7 separate regions of the Mus musculus genome follow, and regions 1, 3, 4, 5, 6 and 7 are each linked to region 2. The links are chromatin contacts, called in public Hi-C, HiChIP or PLAC-seq and promoter capture Hi-C maps. All regions are on one chromosome and are shown on one strand. Each heading gives the region's core, a stretch centred on a gene start, on an enhancer-like site or on the middle of the called end of the contact. The rest is flanking DNA. Distances are from core to core; before and after follow the strand shown. Region 1 holds the start of Med16 (mediator complex subunit 16). Region 2 holds the start of Oaz1 (ornithine decarboxylase antizyme 1). Region 3 holds the start of Wdr18 (WD repeat domain 18). Region 4 holds the start of Ptbp1 (polypyrimidine tract binding protein 1). Region 5 holds the start of Arhgap45 (Rho GTPase activating protein 45). Region 6 holds the start of Tmem259 (transmembrane protein 259). Region 7 holds the start of Gna11 (guanine nucleotide binding protein, alpha 11).

Region 1 (3,953 bases), core at 403-2,902, 920 kb after region 2:
TGTGACCCCTGCCTGACCCTCCATGTTTCAGCTCTGATGAGGGTGGCTGGTCCTCTCTCTAGGACTCTGCAGACCTCCCCAGGACACTTTCTTGTGTGTGTGTGTGTGTGTGTGTGTGTGTCTGTCTGTCTGTCTGTCTGTCTGTCTGTGTGTGTGTGTGTGGCGCACATGTATGCACGCCATGTGCCATGAACCTGGACAAGCATTGTCTCAAGGGCTCATTTTATGCTTTTTTTTTTTTTTTTTTTTGGTGATGTGTGTATCTTGTCCCCAGCTCCCTAGGCCCTGCCTGCCTTTCAGACTGTCCTCTCCTCCTCCTTCTCCCCTCTCCTTATGCCAGGGGTCCAGGACTTCCAGCCAGAAGCCTCTGACCTTGTGTTCCCTGTCCCCTCCCCTGTCCCCTCTGCTGCTCAGCATAGCTGTGGTCACTGCAGAGGTCTTATATGTTCAGCAGGCCTGGCCCTCCTTCCCTTCCCCTTCTGTGTGATTCTTTGAGCTTGGGGGAAAGGGACGATTTTAATAAAGCCTTGGTGCTCGAGTCCTGTCCCCGTGTTTGTCTTTAGGTTTGGTGGGGGTGGGTGAGACTGGGAGATCACTGAGGGCACGAGCTAGCAAGCTGGACACGGGGGAACCTCAAAGTCTCTATAACATTAGTTCATTTTACAACATGTAAAATGCTTAAAGATGAGGTGCCAGGTTGGGGTTCGATGGGGAAAGCAATTGGTTAGCATGCTCAAAGCCCTGGGTTCCATCCCCAGCACCATTTAAACCACATGGTGACCAGTGACAAGTGATTTTGAGGCCAGCCTGGGCCATGTGGTAGACAGGTCTCATTGTTGGACACCTCTGAATCCTAGCACTCAGGAGCCAGAGGCTGATGGATCTCTGTGAGTTCAAGGCCAGCTAGTCTACATAGCCAGGGCCATACAGTGAGACCCTGCCTCAAACAACAGTCACTTGAGGGCCAGCAAAATGGTTAAGCACGTTAAGGTGCTTGCCGCCAAGCTTGATGATCTGAGAGCAAGAACCAACTCCTTGTCCTCTTACGTGCACTGTGGAAGGCACACTTATACACACACACACACACTCACACAGGAGCCCGTGGCTTGGTGGTACACCTCTGTCATCCCAGTAGGTAGGTAGAGGCAGTCACTGGAGAACCTCATCAGTGTCAGGCCAACCTGAGCTATACAGTGAGCAACGAGCTCTGCTGTCAAGAAACAAAATAGAAAAAACGTGAGTGAGCCTCCAATAGGATGTTAGGGTGCTTGTCAGTTCCTCTGAGGAACAAAATATGGAACGCTTCACGAATTTGCGTGTCATCCTTGCGCAGGGGCCATGCTAATCTTCTCTGTATCGTTCCAATTTTAGTATATGTGCTGCCGAAGCGAGCACAAACAAGGCTTTTCTCCAAGGGATATTTATAGTCTCAAAACACACAATTACTTTACAGTTAGGGTGAGTTTCCTTTTGTGCTGTTTTTTAAAATAATAATTTAGTATTTGTATCTCTTATAGAAATCCAAGCCTATCATGTAAAATGTAGCTAGTATTAAAAAGAACAGATTATCTGTCTTTTATCGCACATTAAGCCTCTATAGTTACTAGGAAATATTATATGCAAATTAACCGGGGCAGGGGAGTAGCCGAGCTTCTCCCACAAGTCTGTGCGAGGGGGCCGGCGCGGGCCTAGAGATGGCGGCGTCGGATCCCGGGCGTTGGGGCGAGTGTGGACCGCGGCCGCCGGGCCGACTGGGCGCCCGGGGCGGACAGGTTAGTACGGCGTGCGGGGTACGGGACTCGTGGCTGGTGCGTTTCAGGCTAAAACCGCGAGCGGAAGGCCGAGGGGCGGGGCTTGCGGGGTCAGAGGGCGGGCCTGGGAACAAAGCTTGCTGGGTAGAGGCCGTTGTGGGAGGGATGTGAATAGGGGGAGCCTAAGGCGACGGGGTTGAGGAGGGGGCGTGGTCCGAGGGGCTGAGCCTCCCTGGGAGGGGCGTGGCCTGAGTTCAGAAGTTGGATGGAGGGGCAGAGTCTGAAGAAATAAGACTGATAGAGAGGGATGTGGCCTAGGGAGCGGAGTCTAAGGTGGGCCGGGGTTGGGGGTGCTAAAGATCTGAGATCGATGCAGAGAGGTGACCTAGTAGTCACAAGCTGAGCAGAAACTGAGGCTGAATTTACCAGTTTGGTTTGGAGGCGGAGCCTAGGGTGATTAGACAATGTGGGTGGAGCTTAACGAGCTTGGGCGGGAGGTGGTGGAGGTGTGTGTGTTAAGACTCAGGATTTAGCCGGGTGTGGTGGTTCACGCCTTTAATCCCAGCATTTGGGAGGCAGAGGCTGCGGATTTCTGAGTTCGAGGCCAGCCTGGTCTACAACGTGAGTTCCAGGACAGCCAGAGCTATACAGAGAAACCCTGTCTCGAAAAACCAAAAAGAAAAAAAAAAAGACTCAGGCTTTTTGCCAGGCGCACGCCTTTAATCCCAGCACTTGGGAGGCAGAGGCAGGCGGATTTCAGAGTTCGAGGCCAGCCTGGTCTACAGAGTGAGTTCCAGGAGAGCCAGGGCTACACAGAGAAACCCTGTCTCAAAAAAAAAAAAACAAAAAAAGGCTCAGAATTTGAGCCTTGGATGTTAACTTGTTGAGAGTATTGTGTGGCATGGGCTGCTGCGGGGTCTAAGCTACTAGGTCCCAGGCAAGGCTTGGAGACTGAACTAGAGTGTAGACTGAGGCCCAGACTGAAGTGGTAGGGGTGGGCCCGGTTGTGTGTGTGGAGGGTGCTTAGCGTTTGTAGGCTGAGCTCAGGCTGATCTGGGTTGCCTAGGGAGGAGTGACCCCAGGCGGGGCATCATGGATTTTATAGCAGGGCTCTCGCTGGAGAACATTCTAGACACCCTTTAGCTGGGAGCTGCTATAGAGCACTGCCTCCCTTTTCCCCAGGAGCCAGGGACCGTGCTGGGTGCGGTGGGTATGATGGACCTGGCCTATGTGTGCGAATGGGAGAAGTGGGCCAAGAGCACGTACTGCCCGTCGCTGCCCCTGGCTTGTGCCTGGTCCTGCAGGAACCTCATTGCCTTCACCACAGACCTACGCAATGATGACCAGGGTGAGTGCTGGCTCTCCTTACCTGGCTAGGACCTGGGGATCAAGACCATGTGGGTGGGCTTGCCAGGTGTGGCTCCACTGTGCCTCAGATCTGGAAGGCTCGTGGTGGCAGAGCCAGACACTCTGATGCCAGTTAGAGGGTTTTGAGAGGCCAGGGAAAGCAAGGTGGGAGAAGAGACATACATACACTGCTCACCATCTTCCAACAATGTTAAGACATGTGGCTGCACAGGATGCCCTGTCCAGGGACTAGCAGCATGGCGGAGCTTATAGGAGAGGTGCACTGTGGGTGGGGACACAGGCACTTCGAGCTACACTGACCTCAGTGTTCTTTTTCCACTGCAGATCTGACACACATGATCCATATCCTAGACACGGAACACCCCTGGGAAGTGCACTCTGTCAGCTCTGGCCACAGCGAGGCCATCACCTGCCTGGAGTGGGACCAGTCAGGTGAGGCCAGGGGGTGTGCTCTCAGTCCAGAGCCTGGCGACAGCCACCACCCGCTGGGAGTCCAGAGTGGGGGGAAGGCCCCTGACACAGCTCTCTGGTCGCAGGGTCCCGGCTACTGTCTGCTGATGCTGATGGACAGATCAAATGCTGGAGCATGGCTGACCACCTGGCCAACAGCTGGGAGAGCTCGGTGGGCAGCCAGGTGGAGGGGGACCCCATCGTGGCCCTGTCCTGGCTGCACAACGGTGTAAAGCTGGCCCTGCATGTGGAGAAGGTGAGCGTACCACTGGGGGACCTAGGGGTAGGTGGATGGAACCACAAGTGTGCAGCTCCCGTGCTCACTGCCAATTGCTGTGGGATACCTGTCAGTACCTGCCATCCCTGAGCGCCCCTGACCCTGAA
Region 2 (4,060 bases), core at 67-2,566:
CCTCACTAACTACTCATGCTCTAGAGTCAGACAACCCCAAGTCTCCTCTCTTCCCTACTGCCACTCTATAGGTGTCTGCACAGCCTATATCCAAAGTTCCTACCACCTATATCGACGCCCTTCCCAAACCAGTCCCCATTCTGAACCCTTCAAGTGATACCCTCCATCCCACCCACTGCAGACTTTTAACTGCCAAGTGGACCAGGGATTAAGGTCACCTCACATCATACTCACCACACCACACCACCTCCATGTCCTCCAACATAGCTCTGTGAGCCCCCAAGCCTGACCACTTCCAAGGTCCTAATTCTGACCCAAATCCCTCCAAAGTATTAGAGCCCTCAACACGCAATCACTAAATCCAACCTAAACCTCATCCCAGCTTCCCCACCTGTGACTTCCTAAACCGACACAAGCTTCTTTCTCAACACCCCAAATCTGATCCCATACTCTCCCACCAAGAAATGAGTCCTCAACATGTACCCAAGAATATAATAGGATTCCTCCCCAACAGCACCCAAAATCCCAGTATTCTGCAAAGAACTCCAAACACCGGGACGAGCCCCACCTCTACATAGCATACGATTTATTACCCAAACGCCCTACAGGTAACCACAAACACTTCGCCACCTGACATTAGAACTAGCTCACATATCCGAGAGGCAGACCCCAAATTCGAGTCTCCAATCTCTTCTCAGATCCCTCCCCAAATCTTAGGCTCAACTCACAACCCCCGAATCCGATTCGAACCCAAAATCGAATCCTACATTTTCGCGAAATGTTCCCGGTCCTCCAATCAAACCAAACCCTATTCCTCAACCTGAGACTCCCTAATTCCACTCGAATCCCAAATCCGAGTCCGCGACCCGCTCCACAGGCCCCGCCCCGCCCCGCCCCGCCCCCTGCGCGATTGTGGCCGCCACAAAGGGGCGGATCTCGCGCTGCCGAGACTTATCTGGCGCCGGAGGCCGACCCCGCTCCGGGCCTGCGCGTCCTGCGCTGCCCTCTGGGGCCTACGCGGACGCTGTTTCTGGAAGGTTCGCGGCGGCGGGGGCAGGGCTCTCACCTCTCGCTGCTGCAGCCGCCGCGGCTGTGCTGACTAAGAAGCGGCATGGTGCGGCTGGCGTGAAGCGTGGCGCTGCGTTTGTCCCCTTCCTTCTCTCTGGCGAAGCAGTGGCTGTTGAGGATCCGCTGCAGGGAGGATTTCACCATCCGGCCGCTGGGGTCCGAAACCAGCAAAAACCTCCGCTGCACTTCCCGCGCCGCCGCCGCTGCTCGCCGTTCGCAAAATGGCGCCGGCGCCGACGCCCACTTTTATATGCGTCGTCACGGCAGGCCACGCCCCCACACGCAGGCGTAAACGCAGCAGTGTGAGGCGACGGAGGAACGGGGTGGGGCCACAGTGGCAGCCCAAGGAAAAACCAAATGCGTCCCACCTACTCCGGCTTCTGATTGGCGAGAGTAAAAAGACAGACAGAAGGTTTCCGTTGATGATTAGTTGGCGATAGGAGAATCCCGGCCCCGCGTGTTTGCGTCACTCTGTGGGAGGGAAGACAGAAAAGCCAGACGCGTCCCGCCCCTACAAGGCTCTGATCGGTCAATGTAGAAAAACGGACGTATTGGCCCCTTTGAGGATTGGTTGGAGTTCTGACAAGCCCGCCCTCGAGGCTTTATGACGTGAGGCGGAGGCGGGGCTTCTGTAGTCGCCTCCAGGACGTAAACCCCCATCTAGCCCAGGCCTCAAGGCTAGGACTCTGCGCCTCCTCTAGTACCTGTGGCCCTTCAGTTTTGTCATCTGTCATCCTTTCCATCTTAACCATTATGGTCCCACTCATGGGACGCCCCGCTCCGGGAAGACTGTCAGGACATAACTGTCAAGGGTACCTGAGGCTGACCTAGGCGGTTTGCTTGGTGCCCATCCCCCACGCGGCAAAATTATTCTAATGACCTTGTAATAATGGGTAATAGATTGGGACTCTTTGTTTTAAAAGCAACTTGCTATTTAAAAGAAAATCTGTCAAAAGTTAAGTATCCCAATCTAGAGAAGTATTTTATGTCAAATTGGAATTTAAACAACTTTTCTCATAGACTCAGCTTGAAGGTTTCCTTCATCCCAACCCCCCCTCCCCCGCCGCCGCCGCTTTTTTGTTGTTGTATTTTGATTTTTGTTTTTTGAGACAGGGTTTCTCTGTTTGCCTGCCTCTGCCTCCCAAGTGCTGGGATCAAAGGCGTGCGCCATCACTGCCCTGCTTACAATTTATTCTTAAAGAATTTCGTATTCTTTTTCTCTTTATGGGTTTTTTGTTGTTGTTGTTTTGTTTTGTTTTGTATGTTTTGTTTTTGAGACAGGGCTTTTCTGTGTAGCCCTGGATGTCCTGGAACTTACTCTATAAACTAAGCTACCCTCAAACTCAGAGATCTGCCTGACTCTGCCAGCTGAGTGTTGGGATTAAAGGCCTGTGGCACCACACCCTGCTCTTTCTCTCTCTCTCTCTCTCTCTCTCTCTCTCTCTCTCTCTCTCTCTCTCTCTCTCTCTCTCTCTCTCTCTCTCTCTCTCAAGATTTACTTATTTTATTTATATGAGTACACTGTTGTTGTTTCTGGTCTTCAGACACAGACCAGAAGAGGGTGTGAGATCCCATTATAGATGGTTGTGAGCCACCACGTGGTTGCTGGAAATTGAACTCAGGACCTTTGGAAGAGCAGTCAGTACTCTTAATCTCTGAGCCATCTCTCCAGCCCCCTCTAATTCTCTTTTTTTGTGAGCAAACTACAGTGTGATACAAAGATCAGAATTCAGTAAAAATCTATCTATGGTTGTGATAAAAGCCACTCAACCTAGCTGAGGCAGGAGGATTGCTGGAAGTTCCAAGTAATCATGGACTGCCAAAAAATCCCTTGTCTTGATAAACAGATGTCCCTGTGGTGGTGGCACAAGTCTTTAATCTCAGCACTCTGGAGACAGGGCACGTGGATCTCTTCTGAGTTCCAGGCCAGTATGGTCTTAGAGGGTAAGTTCTAAGACAGTCAGGGCTTAACAGAGAAACCCTGTCTCAAAAAACAAACACACAAAACAAAACTGGCTGTTTTTCCAAACGATCTAGATTCTATTCCCATCCACATGATGATTCATTACCACCAGGAACTCCAAATCTGAGGGTCAGGAGCCCCTTCAGACATCTGTGGGACCTGTGTTGTTCTGTGCTGTTTTGTTTCTGAGACAAGGTTTCTCTGGCGGTTAATCCTGTGTCTTTTGAGACTAAAATTGATCAAACACTGCCTATTCCAACGTCAGTTTGACTTAAGCACCATCTTTCACTTCCAGGTTAAAATCAGAAATAGTTTCATTTTTGGAATACAATTTCAGTGTGAGAAGCAAACGGAGAATTCTTGCTGTTGAGTGGGCACAGATCCTGAGTGGAGACTACACCTCTGCCCTTGCCAGCTCACAGCCTCCTGTAACTCTAGCTCCAAGGAACCAACGCCCTTTTCTAGCCTCTGCAGGCACCAGGCAGGCTCCGATTGGCTCGAGTAGGCTACATTGGTCAGAGTAGACCCTGTCTTTGGACAATGGGAAACAATGTTAGATCTTTCCACGTGAGGGCTGGTGAGACGGCTGAGTGGGTAAAGGTGCTTTCAAACAAGGGTGGAAAGCAGACCTTGATTGCAGGAACCCAGAGAGTGGGAGGAGAGAACTGAGCCCTGACTGTTGCCCTCTGACCGCCACACTTGTGCACACAAACAACAAAAACATAAAATGTAACAAAATAAGAAACTCAACCAGAATCCCATCAGTTAGTTTAAGGTTTCTGTGTTGGTGTTGGGGGCAGGAACCTCTGCTGAAATTGGCAACAGAAAGTTGAGAAAAGAGGAAACATTTACCGGAAATAGGGCTGCTCTCCCTCTCCTCAGAATTTGTTTTCATAAGCACAGTGCCCCAGTTTGCAGGCACTCTCTCCTGCAGCAGGGAGTTTGGGTCCAAGCTCTCAAGATCCCCCAGCTTATGTGCTGCAGGGCTTGGAGCCCAGGGTTTGAGAACTCTAGAAGAGACTTTCATCC
Region 3 (4,066 bases), core at 462-2,961, 870 kb after region 2:
GCCAGATTTGAAGGTGCTTAGTTCCCTGGAGCTACAGACAGTTGTGAGCTGCCATGTGAGTGCTGTGAACTAAACCTGGATCCCCTGAAAGAGCAGCCAATGTTCTTAACTGCTGAGCCAGCTCTCTCATTCAGTAGACAGTTTTTCTTTCTTTTTTCAGGTTTATTTCCTTTATGAGTATTTTGCCTGCGTGCCTGTATGTGCATGCAGTGGGCAGTCTGGTGCCTACTGAGATCAAAAGAGGTGTCAAGTTCTCTAGAACTGAAGTTATGGATGGCTGTGAGCCATTCTGTGGGTGCTGGGAATTGAACCCAGGTCCTCTGCAAGAGCAACAAGTGTAGTCAATCACGGGAGCATTTCTCTTTGCTGCTGACTATGGATGTTAACTGACTTTCTGCTTCCTGCGCTGACTTCCCTCATATAAACCACAAGTGTAAATAAATGCTTTCCTCCTCCTCTGCACTGCTTCTGGTTCCTGCCTCCTCCTCCTCTGTACTAATTCTGGTCACTGCCCTTTTCTAAGTTTCTTTCCTGGTTGCTCACGACAGCACTAGAGCCACCAGCAGGTTGAACACTGTCCTGTATCTCAGTCACAAATGAGGACCCTATAGACATGGCCACATTTTTGTTTTCAGAAGTCATGGGTAAGATCTCCAAGACCACCTGCCTACCTCAGGTAAAACTGGACACCAACCAGTTTTACTCTCTAGCATTCCCAAGTGACACATACGTGTGACAAGCTGTTCTCACCTCCCACAGGTAGATGCTCTCTGCAATTCCTGCCAGGACATACAAGCCATTAGGTGCTGTGGTCAGACAGGTGACAGGCCCAGGACACATGATTTTCTGTTGGAGCTGATCCTAGGGACACAGGATACAAGACAAACTATGTGAGTATCAGAACGGAGGCAATGGAAGGTTAAAGTTTTTAGTACAGAGAGCAAGAGTAAGGGGGTTGGGGAGACAGACTGCTCAAGTGAGGGGTTGTCGGTGCGGCTCAGGGTTAGAACCACTGCCTAGAACCTCCCAGTGAAGGGCAGGGTCAGGGCTCAGCAGTAGGGATCCCAGCGGACAAGAAGGAAGCTCTGTGTTCCAGAAACATCAGAACCAGTAACCCCAGGCCTCAGTCAGTCCTGACTATGAAGATCTGCGACTCTTTACGAGGGTAACAAAAGGACGGGCCGTCGGTCTCTGTCTTCCTGCGGCTCCTCAAGATCTCTGATCTGCCATGCTGTCCAAAAGCATGACCTCTAACGGACCCCATTTTCCCTTCTGCATCAAAATTGGCGTCCCTAACACTACAAGCGTGCAAAAGCGGATTCGCCATCGATCTTCATCTGAGCACGCGTGCGTTGGCGCCATCTCCCTAGGAGAAAACCCCTCGGCCTCCGAGTACGCCCTGTCACGCAGCCACCCCAGGGTCGCCGGGACCCCAACCCTGGCGGCGCCCCAGGACTCTCGGCTGCCCCGCGGACGCTGAGGCCCCACACCTTACGCTGCAGCTCCCAGGCGCAGATGTAGTTCTTGCCCTGCTGCGCCGCCAGCAGGTACTCGCCATTGAGTAGCGCCAGGCCTCGCGGCCCCGCTTGGCCGCCTCGGTAGGTGAGCAGGTTGGCGCCCGAATGAAGCTCCCACACCACGCAGCTCCAGAGCTGTGCCGCGGCGTCAGTACACACCACCACTTCCATGGGCGCCGCCATCTTGCTCTGCCAGTCCCGCCCCTGAATCCCATCATCCTTAGAGAGACTGTTAAGATGGCTCCTGGCCGACTAGAACGGCCATAGCGCCTCCTAGAGGCCAAACTGGAAAGTCTACGCATGCGCGGTAGCTTCACCAAGCCGAGGAGGCTGTTGATTGCCTGGTGCTTTACGGGTTCCAGGAGCCCTAACGTGCGCATGCGTAAAAAGTTCGCGGCTCTGGGGCGGAGCTAGCAGCAGGTGAGAGGGCGTAGCCAGACGACCTGCACATGCGTACAAGCCAGTGCGCGAAAGGCGTAATGCTAGACCCAGCCAAGCAGGTTAAAGAACACCAGGAGCTTCTTCGGGGGCGGGGCGGGGCGGGGCGGGGCGGGGCGGGGCAAAACAAAACAAAACAAAACAAAACAAAACAAAACAAAACAAAACAAAACAAAACAAAACAAAACAAAACAAAACAAAACAAAACAAAACAAAACAAAACAAAACAAAACAAAACAAAACAAAACTGGATTCCTGCACATGCGTAGAAGACTGGGGAGTCCCTGGCCGGTCAGCACTGTATTACCTCTGTGTAGTGGAAGGTATTTTTGCTACCTGTTTGCTGGGTTTGTCTTTTTTTTTTCTTTCTTTTGTTTTCTTTTTCTTTCTTTCCTTCTTTTTTTCTTTCTTTCCTTCTTTCTTTTCGAGACAGTGTCTCTTTATGTGCTGGGTGGCCTTGAGCCTCCACCACCGGTGACCGGTTTATTTACTTTCTTTTCTTCTTCTTCTTTTCTTCTTCTTCTTCTTCTTCTTTTCTTCTTCTTTCTTCTTCTTCTTCTTCTTCTTCTTCTTCTTCTTCTTCTTCTTCTTCTTCTTCTTTTCTTCTTCTTCTTCTTCTCCTCCTCCTCCTCCTCCTCCTCCTCCTCCTCCTCCTCCTCCTCCTCCTTCTTCTTCTTCTTCTTCTTCAGATATTTACTTTATTTACATTTCAAATATTGTCCCCTTTCCTGGCTTTCCCTCTGAAACCGGTTTACTTTTTTTTTTTTAAAGATTTATTTATTTATTATATGTAAGTACACTGTAGCTGTTTTCAGACACTCCAGAAGAGGGAGTCAGATTTTGTTACAGATGGTTGTGAGCCACTATATGGTTGCTGGGATTTGAACTCCAGACCTTTGGAAGAGCCGTCGGGTGCTCTTACCCACTGAGCCATCTCACCAGCCCCCGGTTTACTTTTTAAACCTTGTTTTATAGCAAAAATATAAACCACTGATCTTTATACTTTATTTAGACCAAATGAAGTTAGTGACTTACTGCATGTAAAATCAGGCTACATACTCATCAAGGATAATATGTCTGGCTGAGGTGAATTGGTGATTAAACTCTTACCAATCGACCCACGCCCTTTATGGATTTGCCGCTTCTTTGCCCTTTCCTCTTTTGAGCCATAAATTTCAAATTTGTATTCGGTTCACTCCGTGTAGACCCAAAAGGTCAATCTCTAGCCAAGCAACCTTTAGCCTCGGGTCACAGCTGCTGGTCATAGGCCAGGTCTAAAACCAAGTGTCCCCTCCCTCCCTCCCTCCCTCCCTCCCTCCCTCCCTCCCTCCATGTGCTGTTAGTAAAGGAGATTGCAAGCAATTGTGGAATCGCAGCTGGGAATGTGGCTGCCAGAGCGCTGCGCCTGCCGTGGCAGCAGAGCTGGACGCACGGTGGGATGGTGAGCTGGGTCTAAGAGCAGCTATTGGGCCTGTGAAGGGAGCAAGGTTGCATGCTGGGTGCAAGCATTGGACTCAGCGACCCTGCGACCTCAGGCCAGAAAGAGAGGAAACGAGTCCGAGTGAGGCGTGTCACCCAATGTGGCCCCAAGATGGCAGGCTCGAGCTGCGGGGGAACAGGGAGGACACGGTAGGTGGTTCTCAAGAGAAGGCACCACTTTGAGCAAGAAACTCAGGAACAAGGTGCTGTCCAGTGGCACAGACACAGGTCTGGCAGAGGATGGAGCATGTAGAGCTGCATTTGAGAACGTTAGAGGGGACAGTCATGTGCTACTTCATTATGGGAGAGAGGAAATTTATTCCCCAAGGTTTAAGCTCAGGTTGTTCTTAAACACCAGACACTCCTACCTCAGCTGCCTATGAGCTAGGATGAAGCTACTTTTAATGCTAAAGTGTGACTAAGAAGAGAAATGAGAGGTTATCTCAAGCTGCCTCAGTGGGTAAGAGCACTTGCTATTCTTGCAGGATACCTGGGTTCAGTTCCCAGCACCTTCTCCAGGGTGGTTCACAGTCACCTGTAACTCCAGCTCCAGGGATCCAACACCTTTGGCACTCAGAGGGACCTGCATGCCAGTGAATGTACCCCCCCCCCACAGATACATACATATTTAA
Region 4 (3,791 bases), core at 833-3,332, 970 kb after region 2:
TGGGACGATGCTGTGGAGAGAAAAGTAGACATCAGCACTGTGTGGCCTGTAGGGCCCTCTGCCAGTCCGGCTTAGAAAGGCAGGGAAGTGAGCCATCCATTGAGTCTCAACTTGAAAGAGGGCCATCATTGTCCTTGAAGACCCTCCCTTCTTCCACACAGGACCCAGACCCTGCCTTTCAACACATTAAATCCAGTTTTAGTACAGGAAAAAAAAAAAAAGAAAAGGAAAGAAAAAAAGCCCAGTTTTTATAAAGCATACCAGTGACCTGGGTCAAAACTCAACTCCTGAGCATCCTACAACGCCAGGGAGCCTGAAATATAGGTAAGGAGCAGCCCAAGACAGTGCTTCCTGATGGGGGCTGGGAGCTCCTCCAGGGCCACACTGCTGATGGCAGGCAAAGTGGCCTTGTTACCATTTACAAACCAACAGAGCTGCCGGGATACACCCTAGGTTACTGATCAACCCCAGCCCCTCGTGACTGCACCCTGCCGCCTCACACCTAGCCTGCTTACAGGCAGCAGCAAGCCTACCACAGCTGGCAGGTTACCAAATGGCTCTCAGGGGTCTGCCTCGTGAAGGGATTCCACCAGAAGTGGTGGCTGGGGTATGTGTAACCCTCTGCTTGGTTTACTGTTTTCAAAGAATCTTTTGCGACATTTCTCTGCACTCCCTTCTAGAACTCACTTCGATCTGCCTATCTCTGGCAGGATTAAAGGTGTGCACCACCACACCCCGCTCAAAGATCCTCGGTAAGTTGCTCAAAGGAGGCAACTGGAGACTCCTGTCTGTCATCTCAGCACTTAGAAGGCTGAGGCAGGAGGACTGCCATAGGTACTCAGCTTGAAGCTAGGCCAAACTACTTTTCAGAATCGTGTTAAAAGGAAAGCCGCTTACTAAGCCTGGTGACTCAAAGCACTAGGGAGGTTAAGGTGGGGAAAATCAGGAATTCAAGGCCAGTCCTTATCCAAAAGCCAAACAAAAAGTTTCAACAAAAAAGTCGGGGCCTGGTGACGCAGGCCTTTAGTCCCATCACTACGCAAGCAGAGGCAAGCGCAAGCAGATCTTTCAGACCAGCCTACAATGAGATCCGGTCTCCAAAACAAACCGAAAACTACAAAAAGTTGCCAGTGGAGGGGGCATCCGGGAAGCATGTGGGAGATACGGATGCCAGGCCGGCGCCCACACCGGAGACCGAACTGAACCTCACTCTGGCCCACCCGCCCCTCCAATGGGGGGCCCTGGAGGCCTCCTCCGGACACCTCCCCCCAGGCGGGAAGGGCGGGCGCGTTCGGCACAGGTCCGCGCGCGTGCCCGCACCAGGGCGCGCGCCCTACTACGCGCGCGCACCCGGGGTCGCATGCGGCGTGCGAAGCGACATTGCTCGGGGCACAGGGCGAGCCGGCCGGATTGGAGCACGGCAGGCGGGAAGGATCGCAGCGGCCGAGCCGCTCCGAGTGAGCGCGTCTCACCGGAGGGAGCGCGCGTGCACGCGGAGGGCGGGAGGGGGGCGCTGGGTTCCTCCGGATGAACCGCGCGGGCACCGGAAGTGCGCTGGGCGAGGGGCTTAAGGGGAGCCGAAAGCTGGGTGCGGTCGCCCTAAGCCAACCGGCTTCCTTAAGGGCCTCAGACGCCCGGGATTCCGAGCGCGCCACGCGGAACGAGGCCACACGCACGCGCCCATTGCAGCGGTTAGAGGGATCGGCGGGGGCCAAAAGTCCACGCGCGCGGCAGCGATGGCTGGGACGGAGTGGTGAGCGGAGCGGCGTGCGAGGGGCGCGGCAGGACTTACCCGTCCATGGCACACGGAAGAGACCCGCGGGGAACGGAGCGGAGGCGCAGGAATAGCAGAAACCGACCCAACGGCTCCGAGTTATAGACTCACAAGATGGCGGAGACGCCCGCACACGTCCCCCGCGCGCGATCCTCATTGGTTCCCGCTGCGGTCTGTGGGCGTGGTCAACCCCGCCTGCCCCCGCCAGGGCCTTCTATTGGTCAAAAGGTTACTCCAAGGGCGAAACGCATCCAGACAGCAGACAGCTGTTGGGCGGGACGGCCGTCAGTCAAGACGGAAGACGGAAACGGCCGGTGGGGGAGGGGGAGGGAGTGAATGAGTAGACGCACGTGATACCATCTGAGCCAATGAGCGAGCCTTTGTTCGACCCGTGGGACGCCATCTTGAGAGTGGGTACGTGGCGGGTCAGACGCAGAGAAGCGTGCATTCTGGAGGTTGCCTCCATATTGCAAGCAGGCACTGGAAGCCGTTAGCCTCCAACGTGAGAGTAAAGCAAGCTGCTTCGCCATCTTAGAAGCGGGCAGAAAACCCCGTATTGCCCTAGCTTGCTTGTGGTCACGTGGCCAGAATTTGGCCTTTCAACCGAGTTTCTCCTGGACTAGATCGCAACGAGGTGGAGGCCACGTGCTTCATAGACGCAGTCGCGACTAGATTGTGAATCATCTCTTTCCGTCTTTTGTCTACCCACAGCAGCCAAGCTCCATCTGTGTCGCAGGGATGGGGAAACCGAGGAAAGGAGCCGCAGTGTGGCTGGTTCTGCCTAAAGCTGGGGAAACGAGGCTACAAACTCAGCAGCCGCAGAATCCACTGGAGGGACGAAACTCCGCCCTCTTGTACCTTCACCCCAGCAGCCAGGATTCTGCCTTCCAGTCCTGGGGTATCACAAAGCAAGACGGGTTCTCCAAGGCCTAGTGCAGGCTATAAAACAGATCCTTTGGTAGGACTCCCAAAGGCACAAACTATCCGGATTCTTGTCTGCCTGGTTATCTGCTAAAAAAAAAAAAAAAGCCAGGCAAGGGGGAAAAGTTTCTCCTCCGCCCTGCACGGGAGGTGAGCCCAGAGCACTGGCCTCCCTTTTCTGTAATACAGGGCTCGTGGGAGGCGGGGCAAAGGGGCTGGCGGCTATACTGGTTTCCTTGCAGATCTGGCCAGGGGCCCAACAGCCTTGGAGCCCCAACGCGGGCTTGGTGCCAGAGGATTCCAGCCTGGATTAGGGGCGGCTGCCGATTTCCATGGAGGCCGCGCTGGGAGTGAGGTCTTTCAGGCCCCAGCCAGCCGGCACAGCAGCTAGCTTGAAGGCCCAGAATCACTAATCAGGACCGTCTCGCGGATTTAGAAAACACATACACACACACAACAAGGCATAGGATTTGAGCCCTCTGGGACTCCCATCAGGTCCTGGCTGGACCATCAGGGATAAGGTTGGCTGCCAGTTTTTGTTCTCTGGGTGGCTGGTGCCAAGCAGGAGCCCCACCCTCAGAAGCTAACCTGCACGGGTGGCTGCCAGTGAAGTTGGAGGCTGCTCATGTCCAAGAAGCACAGGTCTACACTAGCAGAGTTTGTTGAAAGCCATTTCAGAGACCTCCCAGAACCTTTCTTATGAAAACGGTTTGTGTGTAGCCCTGGCTATACCGAACTCCTGCTGGCCTCTAAGGCCCAGAGATCTGCCTCCTGAGTTAATGGCCAGCCCCACCACGCCTTGCTTCCCGGAACCACTGAATGGTCTTGTTCACCTTCAATTCCTTATCTGCTTCCTGATCCGAATCAGACCTCCATTACCCAGTGGGGAACATTTAATTCCGAATCCCAACCCCTGCGCTGCAGAGACCCAGCCTGAGGCTGGCCTCACATAGATCCACTGCCCCTGCTTCCTGAGTGCTGGAATCAAAGGTGTGTGCCACCATGCCCAGCTAGAATTGTTTTTGAGACAAATTCTCAACTTTGTGACCCAGATTGTCCTGGAATTCATATCTCAGACTGGCCAGCAGTGATTGTC
Region 5 (4,046 bases), core at 478-2,977, 810 kb after region 2:
CTCTCTCTCTCTCTTTCTCTTTCTTTCTTTCTTTCTTTCTTTCTTTCTTTCTTTCTTTCTTTCTTTCTTCCTTCCTTCCTTCCTTCCTTCCTTCCTTCCTTCCTTTCTTTCTTTCTTTCTTTCTTTCTTTCTTTCTTTCTTTCTTTCATTCTTTCTGAGTCAGGGTCTCACTGTAATTCTGGCTGACCTGCATAAGACTCAAGTGTAGACTCACAGAGATCCTCCTGCCTGAGTGCTGGGCTGAGAGGCTGCCCACCTCCTGCCCTCCCTCCGTGCTGCTCTGAAGATCCTCACCGTCCTGCAGCACACACTCCTTGAGCTTCTCCAAGCCCTCAGCAAAGCGGGCCACATCCGCCAGCAGGGTTGAGATGTCTTCTACGCCATCAGGGAAAGCTCCCTCAGTGGGTAACTCTGCCGGACTGGCCGCAGAAAGGGGGCTTCGGTACCCACGGCCCAGGGTCCAGGTGGCAGTGCCCGAGAGCGGGAAGCCTGCTGCACTGGCATGGCGGCTCAGGCTGGTGGGTCTTTTGAGTGTCCCTGTGCCCTTGGCTACCGTGGACAGGGATGTGGCTGGTGGCTCCAGGCCGGGAGCTTCTGTCCAATCCTTCCTGGGCAGCTCCTAGGTATGCATAGGGAAGAGGAGTCAAGGGGATCCCCCATCCCAGACACTGCCTCAGTTTCCCCAGAAAGTCCTCACAGGGGTCAGAGGTCAGTGGGCAGAGAATTTTAAGCTCCCCCCCCCCCACCTGTTACCCAACATCCTCCTGTCTATAGCTTTCACAAACAACCGTCCCTACCCAAACCACAGCCAGAGGCGGGGCCTGTGGGGCACAGGAGGGAGGGGGCACCCCACTTCCTGGTGGGGGTGGGGAGGACTCTTGTGAGTCTCTAACCCTGTAGCCACCCCAGATACCTCTACGGGTGTCCACTTTCTAAAAACATGGATAACTTCTGTGACCTGAAAAGATCATCAGGCTCCTGTGTCTCAGGACACCCCCAGACCTAGTAGAGGTACCCCTAAACCTCACAAATTCTCAAAAGCTCAGCAGGCAGCAGCAGGTCCTGGAGAAACTTGGAGACCCCCCCAATCTGCTCTGTACACCTGCACCCCAGTTCAACACCAGTTCCCCATTGGCTTTCAGAACCCTAAAATTGCCCAGACCCCATATTACAGTGTAGTCACTAGACTCCAATACCAGTTCTACCCACTACCCACAACCGTCATTGGCACACGACGGGGACATCCCTCATCAAGATGGGTGACTTGGTTGCCACCCAAGGCCATCCCTACCTACCGTAATGCGGCCTCCTAGGTTCAGGCCACTCCTTGTCGCCGGCCATTCTGCCTGGTGTGGACTATAGCTGGCCCGGTTCCCCCAGCGTGGACCCAGCATGGTGTTGTAGTTGCATGCTATGCCCATCAGTGACCACAGGCTGTGGGTGTCATCCTGGGTCCCCACCCGCTCTGTGCCCCACTCACCCCTGAGGAGGACTGCGGGTTGGGGCTCCCCGCGCGGTTCTTTTTGGAAATAGAGGGAGTTTTCATAAGTTCTCGCTTCTTCCGAGAGAACATGGTGGAGTCAGCCCCAGTGGCCCTAGGTGAGGACAGGCGGGCAACGGCAGGGTGGGAGTCTGGGGGTGGTCTCAGTCCTGCAACTCCTGGTGCAGGCTGTCTCTGGACCACATTGCTCAGGGCCACCCCCTCCCCAGCTGTCAGAGCCACACGTGACTGGCTTGGCTCTCATTGGCGCATAAGTCTCCTACACAGGAAAAGGCTCCCCAGCAGAGGGAGGGAGGTGACACCTCAGATCCGCCCCCAGTGTGACTGTCCCAAGTGTCAGCTCTTATAGGACTCTGCACACTGACTCTGACACAGGTTCCCCACAGCAGGCCACCTTCCACTTGCAGCCTGTGTCCTGTGTGGCCACCCGATCCAGGCATTAGCTGACTCTTGCTTGGGACATAACATACAGTCAAGAAAGGCAGTGTCATGTGTATACTGATATGAAAGACCAGAGAGGAGGCTGAGCAACAGGTTCACACACAGATCAAACAGACACCCCCTGAGTCCCTCACCATGCACAGGTGACCCCCCATTCCCTATAATCACCAGCCTTACAGTCTTCTGGGGACCATAGGACCTGAAGGTGCCATGCCTGGGTGGCTTCCATCCAGCAACCCAGGAGCTCCACTGCCCTGCTGGCCTCCACTTAGCTCCCACTCCCACTCTGCCCTCTATATCCCAGCTCTGAGCTTCAGGTCTCAGGATCCCCAGAGGTACTATTTAATAATTTAGACACCATGTCCCTTAACCATCCCAAACTCCACTGACCTCAGGCACACTGGGTGGCTCTCGGGGACACAGCCCAGAAAGGCCGCAGCCTGCAGTACCTAGGCCCGCTCTCCAAGCTCTGGTCCAGCCACAAACCCAGCCGAGGAGCCCCTTAAGGGTCCCGTGCCTCCCACTCATAGTTGGATGGCTGGGGGTGGGCTTGGGAGGTTGTCTCAGGATGAAGACTGGCTGGCTCTGGGGTGGGCTTCTGGTCCGGTCAGGCCAGGAAAGTACCAGGGTCCTCTATACCGTCTGGAACATTCCACAAGCCTGACCTCATCTCTACTTCACGGTCAGAAACACTCACAAGTCCCGCCCTTGGGTGTCAGACCCACATAGGTACATGCAGGTCAGGATACGTGTGACTGGACACCTGGGAAGTGTCCGTGTTGCAGGCAATTCACAGCAGGACACACGCGCATACTGTACATGTGATAGTGTATGGGACTGTACAGAGCTAAGACTCCTAAAACACAAACTCAGCCGTGGCCTCATTCTCATTCTAGTTTCTTTTTATTTCCCCCAGAGCCCAAGGCTTTCTGGGAGCCAGCGTATGGTACAGAGATCCTCTGTCTGAGCTTTGCCACTCAGTCCCAAGGCAGGCATGCTCAGATCATGGTCTCCACAGAGCTGGGGTCTTCCAGGAATCGGCTGACACGTTTGGGATGCTGCCGGCCAGGTTTGGAAACCTCCTCTTCTTCAGCCTCCTGCCGACTGCTCTCTTCCTCTTCCCCTTGGTCTTTGGAGAAATATAGGAACACCTGGCAGGGCAGAGACATGGAGGGGGCAGAAATGCATGGGGTGGGGGTAGATGTCAGCCCAGGGTCCTGAGGCACCTCAGCTCTTCCCTTCAAACCCTTTGATGGTGCCCGAAGTCACCTCCTCCAGAGTGGTCTGGCTCACAGAGAAGTCCTCCACACCGTGGGCCCTGCCCTGGGCAGCCAGCTCCCTGAACACTCGTGTCAGGGTGCATCTGCCCCCCGGTGGCAGTTGGAAGCGCAGACGGCTGCCGTGCACCTCCCGGAGTTCAGCCCCAGGGAATGTGATCCTGATGAAGGCTATCGCCGGCTCAGGCTGGTCCGGTGGGACCCTTAGAGTCAGTGTGTGGCCAGCCCCGAACCTGGAGGGGACAGGACCAGGGATGCAGGCCATGGCCCCTATTGCTCCTCGAAATCTCGATACTCCCTACTAGACCTGTCCTTGGCCTGTCTTGGACACCTGGACCCAACCCAATTCCTTCTCACCCTACCCTGCTGCGAGCCACGCCCACGAGTCTAAGAGACTACGCCCACTCAGAGGACCTGGCACACCTGTATCGAAGGACAGACACTCCTCACCTCCCCTGGACTCCATCCAAAAAGCTCCTCTGAGCACTTCCACCTTTCCAGGCTTCCCTCATACAGTCGGGCTCTGCCCCTATGGTGCATATGGCCCGCCCCTATCTTCTAGCCCTAACCACACCCACAGCACTCTTCTCTTCCCGCCAGTCCATCCTGCCCTGCTCACCTGCCTTTGAGATGCTGAGAGCTTCCCAGACAGCGGAACCGCCCGTTCACCATGATGGCCAGGCGCGTGCAGAGCGCTTCGCACTCCTCCATGCTGTGGGTGAGAGTGTGAGCACAGCTGGCCCAGCCTGCCTGCACGGGGACCATGCTCTGTTCCACCCTAGGGACCTCACCGGGTTCAGGATCACCTCATCCTGCGAGGTGGCCAG
Region 6 (3,912 bases), core at 1,159-3,658, 840 kb after region 2:
ACAGCCAGGGCTACACAGAGAAACCCTGTATTGAAAAACAAACAAAAATCCTCCTTCCCCATTTCACTGTGTGACACTAATTATCAGCTCTCTCTGAACTCCAGGCTCCTTGTCTGAAAATCAGATGAGTTAATATTTGCAAACTCCTCTTGGGGCGGCTGATATAGATGTCAAAAATCTTAAGAATTCTGGCCCTAGCTGCTGGAAGCTGGCTGGGCCCCAGGATGACTCTCCCTGCCAGGGTCACACCTTCCGGGGGACAGACCATCTCTGCAGTGCCTGGGATCTGGGTGGTAGTGCTTCTGCTGTGGGTGTGGTGACCATGCCCTTGAGATCACCACTCCGGAGGCAGAGAGAGGCAAGAGGATCACTGTGAATATAAGGCCAGGCTGCTCTACAGAGCAAGTTCCAGAACAGCCAAGGAAAGACCACAAACTCAAAAAGTAAATAAAGTAAAATCCCATCTCTCAGTCAAGCCTTGCTTGCTCTGGTCGTGAGCGATATGACTGACTGACGTGTTGGCCTGTGCTGGAGGGAACCCCATTGCTTCTCCACGAAGGTCAGGCTAGGTTTTTCTAAAGCTCGGGTCACCCAGGGACGTTTCCTATTTTCAAACAAGTGACAAGTGTATTCCATAATAGTTTCAAGACTGGTACATTTATTAGGTGCCTACTGTGTTGCAAGGTGCTCTGGGTAACAGCAGACGGTGACTCTGGGGTATCTGAAAGCTAGGAGGGAGGGGTTCCCTTCGCTCAGCCGGTAAAGCGCCCCGCCCTTTTCCTGGCCGCCCAGTCCGGATGCAGAAATTCTCATCTTGTTCCATCATACAGATGCTCCTAGTCCTTCCTTCAAGCTGGAGGTATATAGAAGGCGCACAACGTTAGGGCACGGTGCATACAGAGACAGCTCTGCTGCGTCCTAAAAACAGACAGCTTCCTTCGAGTGCGCAGTAACCGGTCAATAAATGCCCTTGTTCAGGCAAATTGTACGGGAATGTGGCAGCTATAGTAGAAAAGGAGACTTCAAAGGGTCAATTGCGTTATTTTGAGATGAAACAAAATATGGAACGCTTCACGAATTTGCGTGTCATCCTTGCGCAGGGGCCATGCTAATCTTCTCTGTATCGTTCCAATTTTAGTATATGTGCTGCCGAAGCGAGCACAAGCGACGGTTTTTTGCCTCAGGTATTTAAAGGCAGAGAAGCAAATTACTTTTCACATACAGTAATTATGATTTTTTTTTGTTTTTGTTTGGATAAAGTAACGTTTTCACATGTCAAAAAGAAAGGCTACCACTCATAACACCGCTCAGAATAATTATCTATCCGCGTGAAAGCTCACATTTAACTAATTAATATAGCTGTCTGGGAGAAGCTTGTGCCAGCGAAGCCTTCTGGGAAGTCATATGCAAATTAGACAGGCACTACGAGGCTCCGCCCCTCAGTGGTAGCCGGATCAGCGCGGAATCCGTGATACTGGTGCGATGGTGAAACTGTCTGCTAGTAAACTATCCATGGAATTTCGCCCTTCAGCGCTGCGGCCGCCAATGAAAACATTATGCTAATGAGCAGTTAGGAAGCCCTGCCTCCCAGGGCAGGGTGGGTAATGAGTCCTCAGCAGACCCCGCCCCTAAGTGAGGCTGTGGCCAGAGTGAAGCCCTATGTAAATAGGCCTTACTAAGTGCGTCTCCGCCCCCTCTAATTCTCCGCCAATAGGAAACCATATACAAATACGACGGGCAACGTCGCCCCGCCCGCAGGTGGATGCAAATGTTTTAGCTTGTTTCTGAGACCACGCCCCACAGATCGCCCACCGCTAACCTGGATCCCTCCACAAACCAAACGAATTACACCCGACACTGCCGCTCAATGCTTAAGATAGAGCTCTGGGCTAAAGACATGGCTAAGAGCACTGACGCCTCTTCCAGAGATCTTGAGTTGAAGTTCCAGCCTCCGTTATGGTGGCTCACAACTCCTTTCTGGTGTATCTGATGCCCTCTTCTGGTGAGACTGAAGACAGCGACAGTGTACTCACATATATAAAGATAAAGCTCAATGCAAATGAATCGTGACACACGACTCCACCCCAGGCCGTGCCACAGTATGTGGGAGTGAATATATGCAAACAAACGGGGCTGCTCTTTAATGCACTCCGTGTAGCCCCTGCAAATTGCAAGCTCACTGCAAACGAGACCGGACAAAGCTTGAAGGAGCACTAGGAAAATAAACTGAACTCCATGGTACTCTGCCCTTTAGCGCTGAGGCGACCCGCATGAAATGTGTAAAGTCAGGCTCCGCCCACTACTCGTGGTGCCCGCCTTTCGGCCCTGAAGCCCGGCCTCCTCGGGCGGCCGCGGCGATCCCAGCGTGCCCCGCGCACGGGCGGCGCTCTGGCCCGGCGCTCTCGCCGGCGTCGCGGGCCGGACGGACGCGAGCAAAGGGGCAGGCGGCGGCGGCGGCCGGGGGCGGCGGGGGGGATCCGGCGGCCGGGACGCGGCGGGGGTCAGCCGGCGGCCGCCGGGGTGACGCGGGGCGGTGATGTCGGAGCACGCGGCAGCCCCAGGGCCCGGGCCCAACGGCGGCGGGGGTGGTGGCGCGGCGCCCGTGCGCGGCCCTCGCGGCCCCAATCTCAACCCCAACCCGCTCATCAACGTGCGCGACCGGCTCTTCCACGCTCTCTTCTTCAAGATGGCCGTCACCTACTCACGCCTCTTCCCACCTGCTTTCCGCCGCCTCTTTGAATTCTTCGTTCTGCTCAAGGTGACCTCTGACCCCTGACCTCTGACCCCTGACCCCAGCTGTCATCCGCTCGCCCACCCCCGGCAACTTTACCACTTGGCTCCTGACGCCTGGATACCCTGATACCACTCTTACAGATGCTATCTCTGGTCCTCACTTCCTCAGCTCTCAGGCCCCGCCTCCTGCCCTTTGGCCTCAGTCTGCCACTTGGGAGCCTAGGCCCCAAATTTTTCCACTCAAGACCAGAGCCCAGTGTCCTCTTGGAGTAGGATTTTGGACTCGAGGTCCACCTTCCCACCTGTCACTCCCATCCTGTCCTGCACCTCCACTGAGAACAATATGGTCATTTCCATTCCATTCCTGACTTTCCACTGTAGACCACCTCCTGTGCTGGAGGCCCTGTCCCGCCTGTCATTTCTATTCTACCCTGATTCTCTCAGTCCAGTCTCTACTAGTCAGTCCCATTCCAGCACACCCTGAACCAACCCCCTGGGGACAGCCCCCTACCCCCCAGTGTCACTGCTCAAATTTTCTGTTACTTCACTGTTTTCAGACTCTTGCCAGGTTTTCTGTGGCTTTGGGTGAGGTCATCTCACTAGGGTCAGCCACAGAGTCACAGCCAGATTGGCCAGGGACCTCTACAGCCAGCACCTGCCCTGGCTGTGTCTTCTTCATGTGCTCCCGGGAGATCCCGGTTCTCGGTCACAAAGGCTACTCGAGGGATGGCACCAGGCTCTCTCTGAGGAGCTGCCTGGGCCTTCTGGTGTTGGGGTCATGGCTTGGTGGCTGGCATGCTGATATTGGAGGGCATTGGTGAGTTTGGGACTCACTCCTGGTGCTTCTCAGAACTGAGCGTTCGGGGGTTTCATAGGTAGATCTAGCTTGAGCTCAAGACAGCTGTGGGCATCCCCTCAGGCCCCAGTTCATTGGCTGCAGATGAGCCCATGCTCCATCTTCCTTCCTGCCCTCCACACCCTCAGGGCTCCGGGTGGGTGCCCAATGTCTAGTCAGAGACAGGGTCGGCTGGATGACAGTAGACCTTATCCTCTTTCTTAACTGGGATAAACAAGCCACACAGCAGCTGGTTTCTGGAGCTGCTGACGTTTCTGGGAGCCCATTTGCTGTGTTTCCTGCCCGTCCTGCCTGCCCAGCTTCCACCCAACCTTCCTAGAAGG
Region 7 (4,040 bases), core at 585-3,084, 720 kb before region 2:
TGATGATCCCTAACCCATGAATCCAAACAGAACAGCTCACAGGGGCTGGAGGGTAGTATGGCCCAGTGGTACCGTACTTGCTGTTCCTGCAGAGGACCCAGGTTTGGTTCCCAGTATCCACTGGGGGTTCACAGCCACCTGTAACTCCAGCTCCAGAGATGTGACACCCTCACAGGCAAGGAAAACATCAGTGCATGTAAAATAAGATTAAATTATTTTAAGAAAAGGAAACTATGTATGCACACAAAGATAAATGTGAACAGGCATCATGGCATATGCCTGTCATTCCAGCACTGGGATGGTCAAGGCTCAAGGGGTTGCGCCTATGAGCTGCAAGAGGAACTTTGACCACATTGGGCCACCCGGGAGCCCCTTGTCTGGGCCATGAACTCCTGGGGTGGGGACAGAGGCCCTGATAGGAGAGTTTCAGAGGAATAATCTCCCCACAACCCCAATCAGCTAGTAAATGAAGACTTTGACCCTCCCCTTGCCGTCTTATCTCAAGGCTGGGCAATCAGGCAGGGACTGGGACAGGAACGCATGCAGCACAGGCCTGACTTTCAAGTTCTTTGTAGTCTCTTATTATTGACACATGCCCTGATTGAGTGCTGACTGGGTACGCATGCCTCTTTCTGGAAGGTAGAAAACACTTCTCAGGTTTGTGAGTTAGTTTACACTTGGGGGACTCAGATTGACCCACCAACAGGGAACTTACCTGCCTGGTACATGCGGGGGGCGGGGGTGGGGTGGGTTCCACTCCAGCACATGCAAACCACATTCATGGGCGTTCACATGCACAACAACAGCGTAAATTGGTGCTTGGTATACAGCAGGCAGACTGTTAATAATGCTTATTCTTCACCTGCCAGTAAGCCTGGTTGACAGTATATATGTATGTATGTGTGTGTGTGTGTGCGTGTGTATATATATACACACATATACATATATACATATATGTGTATGTATATATACACACATATGTACATATACACACATATATGACATATGTATATATGTATATATATATATATACACACACATATATATATGAAATCAGGCAGCATATTAATAGGAGGTACTGTGCTGCATCAGCACATAGTACACAGTAGGAGCTATATACAATATGTGGTATACGGCAGGCACAGCATTCATATTTGGCATACGTTGTATATGTGAAAAACACTTGGTTTGTATACCCTATATTGAATGTGGCAGTTACATATGCGTGTTTCCTTAAGGCTTGGTATACAGTAGATGTGATATTAATGCCTGAGCTACCACAGGCTGCCGCATCAGTGTATACTCTACAGCAAGCATTGTGTTCATACTTGTGACCTGTGTGGTATTTAACGAGTGCTGCATGAATGTACTGTACACAGTAGGGCATGAATTTCTGCCTGGCACACGATAGGCCTGCTTAGGAATGGATGAGCGAGCCGGTCAGGGCGTTTTCTCACATCCGCAGGCGGTGACGGCCTCGCTCCAGAGAACTGCAGCCTCTCTCTTGGCGCTCTCAGCACAGCCTCGGGGAGCCGAGAGAAGCCGAGCGCAGCCGAGCGGCGCCTGCCCGAGCCGAGAGGAGCCGAGTGTAGCCGAGCGGCGCCTCCCCGAGCCGAGCCTCGCTTCGCCTCCCGAAAGGAACCGAGCTCGGGCTTCCGAGTCCTCCCCATTCCCACAATCCTCGGCGTCCGCGCCCAGCCGCGAACCGTTCAACCCCTTCCCACGTCGACGCAACCCCACGCGCGCTTGCGCTGCGCCCTCCAGACCCCGCCCCCGAGCGGCGAGGCCCCGCCCCCAGGCGATCCTAAAGTCCTGTCCCTGCGGCGCGCGCGCGCGCGCAGCCGTGCGGCCCCTCCCATTGGCCGCGCCGCCTGCCCGTCCCGGGGCCCGTGGCAGCGCTTCAGGTCCTCGGGCGCCGGCGCTCGGTGGCGACGGCTGCGGGTAGCGGCGGCGGCGGCGGCTGCGCTGCACGGCGCGGACGGTGGACGCGCCTCTGGGGCCGGGCCGTGGCCTTCGGGGAACCGGGAAGAGGTAGGGCCGGGCCGGCGGCAGCCGGAGGACCGCGACGATGACTCTGGAGTCCATGATGGCGTGTTGCCTGAGCGACGAGGTGAAGGAGTCGAAGCGCATCAACGCGGAGATCGAGAAACAGCTGCGGCGGGACAAGCGCGACGCCCGGCGCGAGCTCAAGCTGCTGCTACTTGGTGAGCTGCGTGCCCGTGCCGTGGGACCTCTGTCACGGGGACCGGGTGGGTGCACGGGGCATCCGGGCCTTGCCGGGGTCTCCGCGCGCGCAGGGTGCTGCAGCCGCCGCGGTCTCTGGTCCCCGGCGAGTAGCGCGCGGTGACAGTCGGGTGCGACCCCTTCAGACCGCTGCCCACGGCCTGTCGGGCCACCTCGGATGTCCTCGGGGCAACTAGTCAGCGCTGCCCTGCAGCGGTCAGCCCTTCCGGGATCGCTGCACCCTGAGCAGTGCAGGTGGCTTGGGCCTGTGGTGGCCAGCTTCTCCCGTGTGGTCCCCTGGGCTCAGCCTGTGCGACCCTTTGTGGCCAGCCTTTCTGTTATCCAGGCCTTAGATTCATTCGGGGTCAGCCTCCTGCCTCTGATATCTGTGGTGAGATTTTGCATCTGCTGGCCACATTGGGCCCCAGGACCCTGGGAGACTTGCTTTCTGTCGCTCCTGAGAATTCTTGCACGGAGGTGGCCCTTGGCCCTGCCGCACCAAGTAGGCTCTCTCCTTTCCATTGTCCCCACATAGCCTCCGGTGAGCCCTGTAAGCTGTCTTGCTCTCATGATGCCCCTTTGGATTACAGACTCCCCAAGACAGTTCCCAAAGGGTTGCACCCTCCTCTCTACCTCCAAGGACTATACACCCAAATGGTCCTGCTTTGCTTCTGGCTTGTTGCTTTCGTGGGTACTCCTCAGTCTCCCTCTCTTTTCCATAGATCCTCTGAATTCCTCCACATTGGAGTGGGTGGCTTTTCTTCTTTGGGCTTCTGTTGTGCCGGAACCCAGTAGGTTGACAGCAGTCAGCCTTGCAGCCTCCCTGGCCCTGTCCTGCCTCCTGGGGGTCCAGTCTTGTCCTCTCCACACCCCACCCACCCCAGGGAAGCTCAATGTGTGTCTGTCACTTCCTGGGGTTCTGACTCCTCAAGGCCCACCTGTTGCTGGGAGCCAGGGAGCCCAGGTCCTCTTGTTGTCACCCCAAATAAGAGCCCAAAATGAGGACAGGGTAGCCTGGGCCCTGTGGGGGTTTACAAAACAGACTGGGGAGCTCTGCCTGCCCCTCCCAGATCCCAGATGAGCTACATGCAGTTCAAGAATGGGGACCCAGGACAAAGGGTGGCCTTGGAGAACCTGAGGAAAGGACTGTGGGGAGCCTTTGACTAGGAGGGGTGGAGGGCAGTGATACTCCAATTGTCCCATGAGAGATGTCAGGTAGGAGTACACGCTGTCTTCTGTTGCTGTGGCCTGTGTGGTTCTCAGGGTCATGGAGCCTTGGTTACTTTTCTCCAGCATGGTGGGATTCCCTCAAAGCTCTATGCAGCTTTCCAGGAAGGATGGGATAAGAAGAGGACAGAGCAGCCCAGAGCAAACAGCAGTGGCCCCAGGGTAGTCATATGGGGGCCACAGTATGGCCCTAGCCCACCTCTGCAGGGGGTCAGCAGCTGCCAGGTAAAGATGACATTGGTTGGCTGAGCCCAATAGTGTGTCATCCCAGCTCTGTCCTGTCCCCAAAGCTGGCCTTGAAGTCCCCTCGGATTCAGGAGTGCTCCCTGGCCCTCTGTGCTATGGCCTGGCTAAGCTGACCAGCAGCTGAAGGACTCTGCATTGACCTGCACACAGCACCTTGCCTCTACCCAAGGCAATTTGGTTCTTAACTGCCACCTGTGCCCTCAGGGCACCTGTGTCTGCAGTCACACCCTTCCCACAGAAGGGTCCTGCGCCCGTTGTAGAGTCTGGGATTTGCTTTACAAGAGCAGAAGGGTAAAGGGAGGACGGGAGTGAGCATTGGGCACTGCTCAGGGTCTTGCTGTGAG

What was found. Promoter capture Hi-C pulls out the DNA fragments that hold promoters and counts their contacts. A called contact is a pair of places that touch in the nucleus more often than the background predicts. HiChIP or PLAC-seq counts read pairs in DNA pulled down with a chosen protein or histone mark. Capture Hi-C pulls out chosen DNA fragments and counts their contacts.
Region 1: a contact with region 2 is called in a promoter capture Hi-C map of pre-B cells, with 2.9 times the contacts expected there. The contact joins the promoter of Med16 here to the promoter of Oaz1 in region 2. A contact is called at or near these places in 6 of 39 promoter capture datasets (the HPC-7 cell line, the SN4741 cell line, hippocampal neurons and 2 more) and 2 of 9 other capture datasets (adipose tissue and liver).
Region 3: a contact with region 2 is called in a Hi-C map of B cells, with 6 read pairs. The contact joins the promoter of Wdr18 here to the promoter of Oaz1 in region 2. A contact is called at or near these places in 1 of 39 promoter capture datasets (pre-B cells), 1 of 484 Hi-C or Micro-C datasets (B cells), 1 of 115 datasets of contacts at active chromatin or transcription factors (memory CD8 T cells) and 1 of 9 other capture datasets (liver).
Region 4: a promoter capture Hi-C map of liver shows a contact between it and region 2, with 2.5 times the contacts expected there. The contact joins the promoter of Ptbp1 here to the promoter of Oaz1 in region 2. A contact is called at or near these places in 1 of 484 Hi-C or Micro-C datasets (CD8 T cells), 1 of 115 datasets of contacts at active chromatin or transcription factors (double positive thymocytes) and 2 of 9 other capture datasets (adipose tissue and liver).
Region 5: an HNF4G HiChIP or PLAC-seq map of pancreatic cancer cells shows a contact between it and region 2. The contact joins the promoter of Arhgap45 here to the promoter of Oaz1 in region 2. A contact is called at or near these places in 1 of 115 datasets of contacts at active chromatin or transcription factors (pancreatic cancer cells) and 1 of 9 other capture datasets (adipose tissue).
Region 6: a promoter capture Hi-C map of pre-B cells shows a contact between it and region 2, with 5 times the contacts expected there. The contact joins the promoter of Tmem259 here to the promoter of Oaz1 in region 2. A contact is called at or near these places in 6 of 39 promoter capture datasets (the C10 cell line, embryonic stem cells, liver and 1 more), 1 of 115 datasets of contacts at active chromatin or transcription factors (memory CD8 T cells) and 2 of 9 other capture datasets (adipose tissue and liver).
Region 7: a contact with region 2 is called in a FOXA1 HiChIP or PLAC-seq map of pancreatic cancer cells. The contact joins the promoter of Gna11 here to the promoter of Oaz1 in region 2.

What each region holds. Positions count from the first base shown.
Region 1 is chr10:79,906,637-79,910,589 of GRCm38.p6, reverse strand. It overlaps Med16 (mediator complex subunit 16), which reads left to right and starts at 1,652. Exons shown (of 15, transcript NM_198107.2): 1 at 1,652-1,772; 2 at 2,934-3,099; 3 at 3,444-3,551; 4 at 3,656-3,825. The coding sequence starts at 1,695. It overlaps R3hdm4 (R3H domain containing 4), which reads left to right. Exons shown (of 8, transcript NM_177994.5): 8 at 1-538. Gm24019 (a small nuclear RNA gene) reads right to left here and starts at 1,395; the gene lies at 1,289-1,395.
Region 2 is chr10:80,823,912-80,827,971 of GRCm38.p6, reverse strand. It overlaps Oaz1 (ornithine decarboxylase antizyme 1), which reads right to left and starts at 1,316. Exons shown (of 5, transcript NM_008753.4): 1 at 1,067-1,316. The coding sequence starts at 1,212.
Region 3 is chr10:79,957,797-79,961,862 of GRCm38.p6, reverse strand. It overlaps Wdr18 (WD repeat domain 18), which reads right to left and starts at 1,711. Exons shown (of 10, transcript NM_175450.4): 1 at 1,491-1,711; 2 at 751-861. The coding sequence starts at 1,700.
Region 4 is chr10:79,852,723-79,856,513 of GRCm38.p6, reverse strand. Ptbp1 (polypyrimidine tract binding protein 1) reads right to left here and starts at 2,082. Exons shown (of 14, transcript NM_001077363.2): 1 at 1,793-2,082; 2 at 1-10. The coding sequence starts at 1,800. It overlaps E130317F20Rik (RIKEN cDNA E130317F20 gene), which reads left to right and starts at 1,543. Exons shown (of 1, transcript NR_029447.1): 1 at 1,543-3,791.
Region 5 is chr10:80,014,353-80,018,398 of GRCm38.p6, reverse strand. Arhgap45 (Rho GTPase activating protein 45) reads right to left here and starts at 1,727. Exons shown (of 23, transcript NM_001142701.1): 1 at 1,481-1,727; 2 at 295-619. The coding sequence starts at 1,573. Abca7 (ATP-binding cassette, sub-family A (ABC1), member 7) reads right to left here. Exons shown (of 47, transcript NM_001347081.2): 45 at 3,839-3,931; 46 at 3,212-3,452; 47 at 2,827-3,093. The coding sequence ends at 2,941.
Region 6 is chr10:79,982,756-79,986,667 of GRCm38.p6, reverse strand. Tmem259 (transmembrane protein 259) reads left to right here and starts at 2,408. Exons shown (of 11, transcript NM_001003949.4): 1 at 2,408-2,758. The coding sequence starts at 2,537. Gm26243 (a small nuclear RNA gene) reads right to left here and starts at 1,162; the gene lies at 1,056-1,162.
Region 7 is chr10:81,542,956-81,546,995 of GRCm38.p6, reverse strand. Gna11 (guanine nucleotide binding protein, alpha 11) reads left to right here and starts at 1,834. Exons shown (of 7, transcript NM_010301.4): 1 at 1,834-2,204. The coding sequence starts at 2,069.